Linked DNA regions of Hordeum vulgare: regions 1 and 2 are each linked to region 3. Evidence: chromatin contacts called from public Hi-C data. All regions are on one chromosome and are shown on one strand. Each heading gives the region's core, a stretch centred on a gene start, on an enhancer-like site or on the middle of the called end of the contact. The rest is flanking DNA. Distances are from core to core; before and after follow the strand shown.

What was found. A called contact is a pair of places that touch in the nucleus more often than the background predicts.
Region 1: a contact with region 3 is called in a Hi-C map of leaf, with 3 times the contacts expected there. The contact joins the enhancer-like site here to the promoter of LOC123406989 in region 3. A contact is called at or near these places in 2 of 6 Hi-C or Micro-C datasets (leaf and seedling).
Region 2: a contact with region 3 is called in a Hi-C map of leaf, with 2.3 times the contacts expected there. The contact joins the promoter of LOC123407210 here to the promoter of LOC123406989 in region 3. A contact is called at or near these places in 4 of 6 Hi-C or Micro-C datasets (leaf and seedling).

What each region holds. Positions count from the first base shown.
Region 1 is chr7H:452,086,987-452,090,319 of MorexV3_pseudomolecules_assembly, reverse strand. No RefSeq gene overlaps it. Among protein-coding and RNA genes, the nearest start is that of LOC123407210, 110 kb to the right of the region's middle. Within about 2 kb of position 1,324, at least 2 of the 3 cell types and tissues checked have open chromatin away from gene starts, as enhancers often do. A contact at or near this core is called in leaf, where this site is marked.
Region 2 is chr7H:451,978,494-451,981,770 of MorexV3_pseudomolecules_assembly, reverse strand. It overlaps LOC123407210 (cyclic nucleotide-gated ion channel 1-like), which reads right to left and starts at 1,530. Exons shown (of 8, transcript XM_045100289.1): 1 at 1,315-1,530; 2 at 396-505; 3 at 1-95. The coding sequence starts at 424.
Region 3 is chr7H:452,690,335-452,693,412 of MorexV3_pseudomolecules_assembly, reverse strand. It overlaps LOC123406989 (putative E3 ubiquitin-protein ligase UBR7), which reads right to left and starts at 1,316. Exons shown (of 5, transcript XM_045100012.1): 1 at 1,005-1,316; 2 at 756-914. The coding sequence starts at 1,100.

The DNA.
Region 1 (3,333 bases), core at 75-2,574, 600 kb after region 3:
CTGCCGCCACGGACTCACCATGTCGACGCCGCCCCTGGCCTGCCTCCGCCATGGATTCGTGAGTCGCCGCCTCCCCTAGCCCATCGCCGGTTAGTCCTTTCGTGCCCTTTTCTAGTTTGATATAGCGGTCGATCTGGAGAAGAAAATCCGTTTATACGAGCTCGGGTGTGCCATTTTGAAGATGAATTTGAGCCCTTGGAAGAAATGTTTGCTCAAGGATTCGTCCTTGCCGGACGAATCAGACATAGAATCGTTGCTCGAGAGACATCGGCAGCAAATCGTGGTGGTGGTGCTTCCTTTGAAGGAGCACGAAGATCGGAATCGGAAGAGGCGGCAAGGATCGACCACTGACCGTCTTTGTATCCCTCGCAACCGCCATCTTAGAAACGAGATGCTCAAGCAAGACTACTTTGCGGAGAATCCAACATATCCACCGTACCTCTTTCAAAGAAGGTATTGAATGCGTCGATCCCTCTTCATAAAATTAGTGCAAGCTTGTGAGACAAATTCTCGATTTTTTACTTAAAGGAGAAACGTCGTTGGCTTGAAGGGTTTTATTGCATATAAAAAAACTTGACAGCTATGCGGGTGATTGCATATGACGTTCCGGCAGACTATGCCGACGAATATTCATTGCCAAAGGCATGGACAGTAGTTACTGCCATTTTTCTATTAATTAATTTTAATTCATGTATGATTTGTATCATTGTTGTCTTCGGAACAATTTGTGCATTGAATTATTACTTTAATTCGGTGATTTTAATAATTATTGTAATCTATGATTTGGATAATTAAAAGATATTTATTTGATTTTATGTATAATTCAGTTTTTTGTGTTCTGTGTGATATATGGGTCAAATTCAACAAATATCACTTGGTATGTGAATGTTCTCTTTTACAGTTTTGCAATACAGGGTCTGTTCTATTGTGACCCGTGTCAAACTGCAAAATACGTTTTGCGTGAACTGTAAACACGTGATACAGGTCCACGATATAAAGGGTCTGCTAGAATTGCTCTAAGCTAACGCTTGGTTGCAGGCTTCAAGCGGATGAGGCGCCATACACGCATACAACTTTAGTTAGGTAATAGGTCGCACATGTGGACATATCCCTTGCAACTTCAATAGTTTACGCATATCCACAATTTTCTTTCTCTTTCCGGACACGACCATGTGATCGATAAATACGTGACAACTACGTGAGGCACGCGGTGGGAGCCTCAAGTTTGGTGCGCCTCATTTTCCTGCAGCACAGCCATGCACGGAAGAGATCATGTGCTTGTCTCCCATGCATGCATGGTGGTGAGTTTGCCATGTTGGCGAGTCTGCTGCATAGATGGTGCAATGGGATTGGAAACGGACGCGATCAGTGGATAAGATGTGGATGTGCCGACGTCGTCCATCCGGATGTGGACGTGAAGAAGCGGCTCCTCACGACATGTCATTGATGGATTGACGGCCAATCATCGTTCCCGGGGTCGTTGCCACGTTTCTGAAACGACGGGAAAACGAAACCTGCCAACGTTTCGGTGACTGGTGTACCCAAAGAGCAAGAGGCCAAGACTGCGCATAGTTTATGCAAGATGAGGATGACAATTCAAATTCTGCATAGTACGCAACTGACGAATGTCGCTATTTTAATTTCAGAAATGATAAATCCTGAAAGTTTGAATTTCACACATGGCAAATCGAATGTTTTTTACTGCAACTCTAGTTGACGCGACGATGACAAGTTTAGTTGGTTGTCATCCTCACATCAACTAAAGTTTATCATAAAAATGTTTGATTTGCCAAAATCCCAACGTTCGAGACTTACTGCATCTCTAGCAGATCCTATAAAATAGACCGTCCGTTAAAATTATCATCGATATAGCGGAGGAGAACGTTTTTTTCTCCGGAGACAAATTCGGTCAAATCGATCTTCCACTAATAGTTTTTGTGAGATCTTGCGGAGTCCGGGTTGAGACTGCCATATCTACGATTTCCCTCCCTCTTTTTGCCTTTCATTCCTGCCCCACTTGCCGCCACCGCCTTCGATCTCGCCAGCCCCTCAACGTTCGGCCTCGCCATGCCGCCAACGACCCTATGGAGTACCTGCGGTCATCGAGCGCCGCATTTCATGCATCGCCGCAACCATCTATGCCACTCCGTCCTCCTATGCCTCCCTCAGCTGTGCATTCCAGCGTCGCACCAACATCTTCCACCACCAGTGCCAAGTGGAAGTGGAATCAATCATTGGTATGCTAAAGTGGGGATGCTGGGAAGAAAGACAAGCATAAGGAGGAGAAGTGGGGTAAAAGATGTGCCTTCGAGGAGCGCAATATTGCCTTGGGGGAGCAAAAGTGGAGGGACGAGAGGACCGCCAAGGAGGACCAGTTCATGATGATGAATCGGAAGGGCATGGATGCAATGACAAAATAATTTGGGGGATGGAAAAGAATGGAGATCATGTGCCGGAGAAACACATAGCTTCAAAATCTTATGGCCAGTGGGTTGGGCAGTGTAGGTGGTGGTGTGGGGTTTGGAGTGGGTTTTGCTTTCGACAATGTTGGTGGTGGTGAGTTTGGAGGTGGTGGTGGCTTCAACATTGGTGGTGGAGGTTTGGAAGTGATGTTGGCTTGGGCAAGGGTGGTGGAGACGGTTTTGGAGATGGTGGTGGCTTGGGCAATGATGGCGGTAGTGGTGGCTTGGGCCATGATGGTGGAGGTGGTGTTGCCTTCGGCATTTTGGGGAGGTGGAGGAAGTGGTGATGCTTAGGCAAATGGAGTTCATCATGATGGTGGTGCTCATTCTCTGGTCCAAGTTGTTGAAGATGGTGGTGCTCATTCTTCGATCAATGTGGATGATGGTGATCGAGGTGCTTGGGTGAGTGGTGGCGGCGACGATCTTCACAAGAATGATGATGTTGCTTGAGTTGTTTATGACCGGTGTCATTTGAACATGTTTTATTTTATTTAATCATGCATTTTTATGGCTAAAGTTGCTATATCGCATTTTGGACGTGATGAACTAGTATCACTTGTCACTATTTTTCATATCATTTTTTTGCGCTACCGCGAGGCCTTCGGCGTGGAACAGATCCTCTACACTTGCCCCGCAAAAAAATACGGGACGAGTTTAGAGCACTTGTTTCGTCTGGGACCTCGTGGTACGGTAGATATGTATACATGTGGCGCGTAAACAAGATTCGCAAGACAGGGATTTAGAGGATCTACTAGAGATACTCTTATCGGGTCCTTTAATTTTGAGAAAATCAGACGGATTTATTTTTTGCGGGGACAAATAGATGGAACTCATGACCGTTTAGATATACCCAGCAATTCAATTTTTCAAC
Region 2 (3,277 bases), core at 281-2,780, 710 kb after region 3:
CAGTTCTTTCTTTAAGTGATCTAAATACACAATGTCTGCGTGGTGAAACTGCGTTCTCTGAGATAACAGATTGCTCTGATTTGCAGTCCTGAAATCTGCACATATCATCAAGCCAGACAAAAAACTCAGAACCGTCATACCATGAAGTTTTCTTCAGTGGTTCATCCTTTACACATTTTGAGGTAGAGGGACCAATCAAACCATTGTATGATGAAAGTAGAGACACCACAGTTCCATGTACTCTTATTCACATGTGTTGCATTAATTCCTCAAAAATCATGTGTTTCGTTGCTAACTTGCTATAACAAAGAGCTGGAGGATGCAAGTTTGACAAACCATTGTTCTATGGAAACTTCTCAAACAACAGGGAAGGGGGGGGGGGGTAAGAAATTTACCTAACATATCTGTCCTCTCTTTCCATCATTATCTCCACCAGGCGAACAGTTAGCAGCTAAGAGTGGTAGATCAATTCTTCAAGGTTTGGAATTTGCATACATTGAGTTCCCTGTTGATTATCAAGTATAAGTAAGAGCAACAAACAAGAACTTTCTACATCAACAAGACAACAATCCCCTAATACATCTGACAGAAATGTCCAGCGAGGTAGCTTAAATACTGTCAACCAGATTACCAAATAAAATGATAAATGGTGATTCAGTATAGGGTACTCAGATCCCTTGGTATACTTTATAAGGGATAACCGTCAAACTACTAGGTGGTTAAAGTTTGCCAGACAGATAAAGGTAACTATGCAGTGAGTATAAATACCATAGAAATAGATGCAAAGGTTTTTCCAACATGGCTCACTTTCCATGGGCATCCAGTTTGGCCACAACCAAAGACACAGTACATATAAGAACAAAACAATCGTCCGTGTACGTAGAGTCACCTTATAGAATAATTAGATTGTTCCTTTCAAAACAAACCCAATTGCTGCTGCGACGGACAAAAGTATAGCAGAGTATAACGTTAAAATGCCAAATTTAGCCTCGCCTGAAATTAACCCTCTAGCACCCATGGTTCCGCCTAACACTTGGCAACCACAAACCCAAACCCGCAACCTCTACAGCCAGAGCAACACAGCCTAACTTCGATGCTCAAACTAGATAAAATCGAAATTAACGACAGACAGAAAGACGCAAGCACTAGAGAGACTACAGTACGATCATGCTCCTCCCGCAGCGGCGCGCAGAAGCCGCCAGCTCGCCGAAAAATCACACGCCGGAGCTAAGCGCTTACAGGATCACGCCGCGGAATCGTAAGACGGAGCGGACAGAACTGCAACAGGCCCGAGTAGGGGAGGAGGGAGCTTACCTAGGGTTTGAAGAGGGTTTTCTCTCTCTCCCCCCTTGCGCCGTGTTAGGCGGGCTGGCGGGTGGACGGAGGGGAATGAGACGGGCGGTGGGATGGAATGGCAGGGGAGACCGGGGTTTCGCGGTCATGCGGCATGGTGGTAGTTGCCGCGGAATGGTGGTCGTCGTGGACTGGAGGACGAAGGGGACCAAAGGGGAAAGGTGGGTGGCCGTGGAGCCCCTCGTGGTGGACTCCACAATGACCTTGCCTAGTCTACCCCGTCCAGGCGTCCAGCACGCCGGCCAAGTTCCAAATCATTAATTAAGCCAAATAATAACGTTTTACACTTTATCCATAAGGATTCACCTTAAATCTATTTTGCACGAATCTTAGAGCAAGTACAATAAAGTGACATAAACAGGCTATAAGAATTACTAGCAAAAGAGTCCGTGCGTTGCAACGGAAGAGAAAATAACGCATGCTCTGAACGTAATATATTTTCACATGGCATCACATTTGTGTTGCCGACAATGGCTTTAGTGCTCACACAACGAAAACGCGTTTGAATGTACAGTCACTCGGAATAAGATGAGAAATATGTTGTTTCTTCCCACAAGGTTTTTCAAAGATGTGCATGCGTGGTTAACAATGTTTTCTTTTCTCTCAATTTGATTTTAAGTTAATGGATCTTTATTGCAATTCGTATCGTCGCCGGAAAGAGAGAAAAAAAAGGACCGTGCACTACAAATTAAGTTTGCATCAAAAATAATATTTAAGAAGTATTCAACAGCTAAAAATAACATCCTATTTAGATTCTACACATTATTTTAATCAAATTTCATATATAACGTGTTAAAATCAGAGTTACGGTTTAAAAGATATGGATAATTTTGTTTTAGATAAAATGTGGACTGATTAACTGAAAAGTCAGGGTTTTTTGTTAAAATACAGAGGGCGGGTTGATTACCTGAAACATCAGGGGGTGTTCTGAAAAATGCAAAAAAATGTTTTGTTTTCTGACTTAAATCCGGACTGCGGGTTGATTACCTGAAACATCAGGGGGTTTTCCGAAAAATGCAAAAAACGATTCGTTTTCTGACTTAAATCTGGACTGCAGGTTGATTTCAGGAAACGTCGGGGGCTTTTTGTAAAAGTGGCGCGACGGACGACAGAAACAGTCGGCGCTTTATTATTAGGGAGAGATAATATTATATTCTTGCTTAGTTAGAGGAAAGAGAGAGGAGAAGAAAGAAGAGAAGCGGGCTTTTGGCGAGTAGCCAGCTGCAACATGAGACGCAAGACACTTTGTGAGATTGTAAGGTGGGCCAACTACTACTAATGTAGTACATCTAAAATTTACTATTGTATATGCTGGCTATTAGGTTGACTGTATATGACATGACAACTCCTTATAACGGATTGTTGGTTGTATTATTAACCATGCTCTTAAAAAAATCGTTAAAAGTTCAGTGTCACGTAGACATCATCGTGTGTGGACCTTGGAGAGTTCGTCACACGACCCACAACACGAGGTAGATAGCTGCACCATGTGGGTGAACCAGTTTCTGTCCACAGTCATTATCTAGTCCACGCACATGTGGGCGAACTGTTCTTCGTCCACAGAACGCTCGTATGTTGCTAGATGGAAATTGCAGTTGCGCGTACGGGACAACCAGGTAAACTCACATGAAACTATGATTCGTTGCTAAATGGCAACTGCAATTGTGTGTACGTGGCAACCACTACAAGGCAACTACGATTAACCATATATGACAACTATAGTTGGACCACATGTGATAACTACGTAAACACACATGGCAACTATTCCGAGTAACTAAAGTGCCATCCTATGGATAACTATAGTTAACCAAAACAGAGAGAGTTGACATGTTTTTTCAACTACATTTGTCGTTTCAAATTACTGAAATTGCCATCCATGGGTAACTAAAATTTCATTCCGCATGTAACTAACTTAGTTGCGTCA
Region 3 (3,078 bases), core at 67-2,566:
CAGATTTCTATTGTGGAAGGAAGAAATGGGAAACAGGATGGGAGGAATGGATGCTATGTGGGCTCAACAACCAGGAAATTCAAGGTATGAATCAGTTTTATGTCTACTTATGGCTGCCATATTAGTCCCCCTAGCGCCTAATAAAAATTGACTAAGGCATCGCCTTGCCTCGCGCTTTGAGCGCCTGGACGCCTTAAAAATATAGGTCAGAACTGAGAAGTGGATAAACCCATTCAAGTCACTATCTAAGCACCATGGCAATGGTCATTGTAAAATACCAGGAAAGTGCTTAGTAAACTGGGATCCTAGGTTGACTGACTAGGATCCTTTTATGGTAACTATTGTAGGCTCCATCAGTTGAACTAAACAAAATAAATCTCAAATGCACTGGCAGCCTTGCATGCACTTCATATGCAGCATAAAGCACCAAAAACCATGAACAATCCAGAGAACAGCATGTCACAGCTCAGTAAACTACTTAAAAACGTCTATGAGTTGCTGACGATTCAGGTACACCCTAAAAAAAATGCCCCTCGTACACAGCGCATAATCAATCGGGAATAACAACACAAAGGTACTCGCAGGAAATCTAGATCCACAATTCCCCCAAATACTATTCACCCTCATTTCGTTGGCTGCTCACTTTTCAGACCCCTATGAACGCTGATCCAGCTTCGTACTGGTAGCTGAAGTTCAAGCGAACAGCAAATCTCCATTTAAAGCAAATGGCTCTCTAGAAGATGGGAGAGGATCACCTCATGACCGTCGTGGCAGGCGAGGCAGCAGGCGGTGCAGACCCCGGCGACGCCGTCGGGCACGCAGGTGAGGCAGGAGAAGACGGCCTGGCGCTTGAGGTAGCCGGCGCCGTAGGTGCACTCGTTGCCGTCGTCCCCGCCCAGCACCAAATCCGCCTCCTAGGGTATGGCAAACAAAAGGTGAGCACCGCCAGATCGTGCTAAAAAACGGCAGCGGATGGCGAGAGCGCGTGGTCGTGGGGGGGTTACCAGCTCCTCGGCCTCGATGCCGTCCAGGTACTCGCCGATGGTGACCGTCGGCTCCACCTCGTCCTCGAAGGCGGCGTCGATCCCGTCGCCGGCCATGGCCGACCTAGGGTTAGGGTTTGGTGCGTGGCGGTGCGGAGCGGAAGCGCTGGGCTCGCTTGCGTGCGTGCGTGCTCGGAGATTGGGGTTTGGGGGGAGCGGATATGGGAGGGAGGAATGGCGGAGGCGAGATTTTAATGCGTCTTTTTTTGCCTCCGCGAATCTCCGGGGGAGAGGTGATGCGGATGGGGAGAGGGTTTCTGGGTGGGGACGGCGGACGCGGCTGGTTTGGCGCGCGTCTGGCTGATATGTGGGGTTGGGAGGGTGGGTGCGACGTGTCAGTGGGAAGATCGCGCGCAGTGGATATTTTTGTTTTGTTTTTAGAGGGCGGGAGGCGTGGCTTTTGGTTTCCCGCCACCGCGGTTGGACGGCCGAGGAGCCCGCCGTCGCACGAAGGAGAGCAACGCGAAGAGAATCTGTAGTGACAAAGAAAAACCATGCACACTGCCTCCGTGAGCAAGCTTCCACACGCCAAGATAAAATGTCCTTGCAAACACATCCAACACAATAAGTTACTCCCTCCGTCCCGGAAATCTATCGCACCTGGTCATTTTGCAGAAACAACCTCGTTTTTTGTATTCAATCCGCACTCCCGACTCGTCTTTGTCACTCTGCTCCCCGCACTCACTCTCCTCACCCCTCTCAGCTATCGCCTCGTCGTCGCCGTCATCGACCGCCGGGCTCCTCTCAACTATCGCCTCTCCCCACACCTCTCCATCGCCGGCCGACGTCCTCCTCTCAGATCTCGCCACTCCCCTTGCCTCTCCGCCACATCGCCTCGCCTTGGCGTCGCGACCTCGGTTCGCTTCTGTGTTCCACAAAAAATCGAACCTTTTGTTCCAAGCCGGCGACGAATCGCCGGATCTCGCATCAGCAAGGCGGGATCTTCTTCGCGTTGTCGCACGACGACAAGCTGGAGGCGTCGGCGCGGCCCTTCGGCTACGGCAGCAACGGTGACATGGGTTGGCTCGACTACATCTTGTTGTCCGTCGGCTCTAGGTCCGTCGCCGTCGTTGTGGGCGGCGCTCGAGGAGTACACCGACGCGGTGCGGGAGGTGGGAGCGCGGGTGCTGGAGCTGATGGCGGATGAGCTCGGCGTGGCGGAGGAGAACCGCGGCATGCTGCGGCGGATGGCGACCCCGATTCCCTCTTCGTCAATGTTGGGGACTCCCTCCAGGTAGGCGACTGCTACCACACCATTACCAGCTCCATGTCAAATTTCTAGCAATCCCACAAAGTGTTAGTACTGTGATTTGTGATGGCAAGGAGTACTGTGATTTGGAGTAGGAGTAAATCATTACTCTGTAGCTGTAGAAGAATAAATCCCTTTTGTGGTCTAGAGTGATGTGATTTGGAGTAGGAGTGCTCGTTGTATTTCTGCTAATGGAATTCAGTGTGTGTAAAAAATTCAGTCTGCATTTCTGCTCATGGAATATGAATTTTCCTCAAGTGAAGTTGTTGGCTAACCGATGGACAAATCTGACGATGCTTTGACAGTTGCGCTAACCACACAAAGTGTGTGACTAGGTTGCATAGCTTTTCACCACCAGTAACCTGTAGGAGTTGATGTTTACTTGTTGGGTTAAGATAGAGTACGGTTTAGATACCATAGGAGTATTACTATTCCCGCGTAGAGTAATTTTTACTGAATTATGAAACTCTTTTTACTGAAATTTTACTATATATGTACAGTAAGTAAAGAAGCTAATTTTTTCTGCTTCAATTTTTTGCAGTTTAGTTTCTTCTCGGTGCTGCAGCTTCTTCCTCATCATGCAGGGACGGCGAAGACGAGCTTCTGACCACTTTGGGTATTGTGATGCTTTGCTATGTGCCATAGATAGTTCATGCCTTATTTGTACATTATGATTAGCAGTATTTGGAGTAGTAGGAGTAGGAGTTGGAGTATTTGGAGTAGGAGTAGTTCTTTCTATTGCTATGGACAAATGTTCAAATTAATCCAAATATTCTAAATTAAACA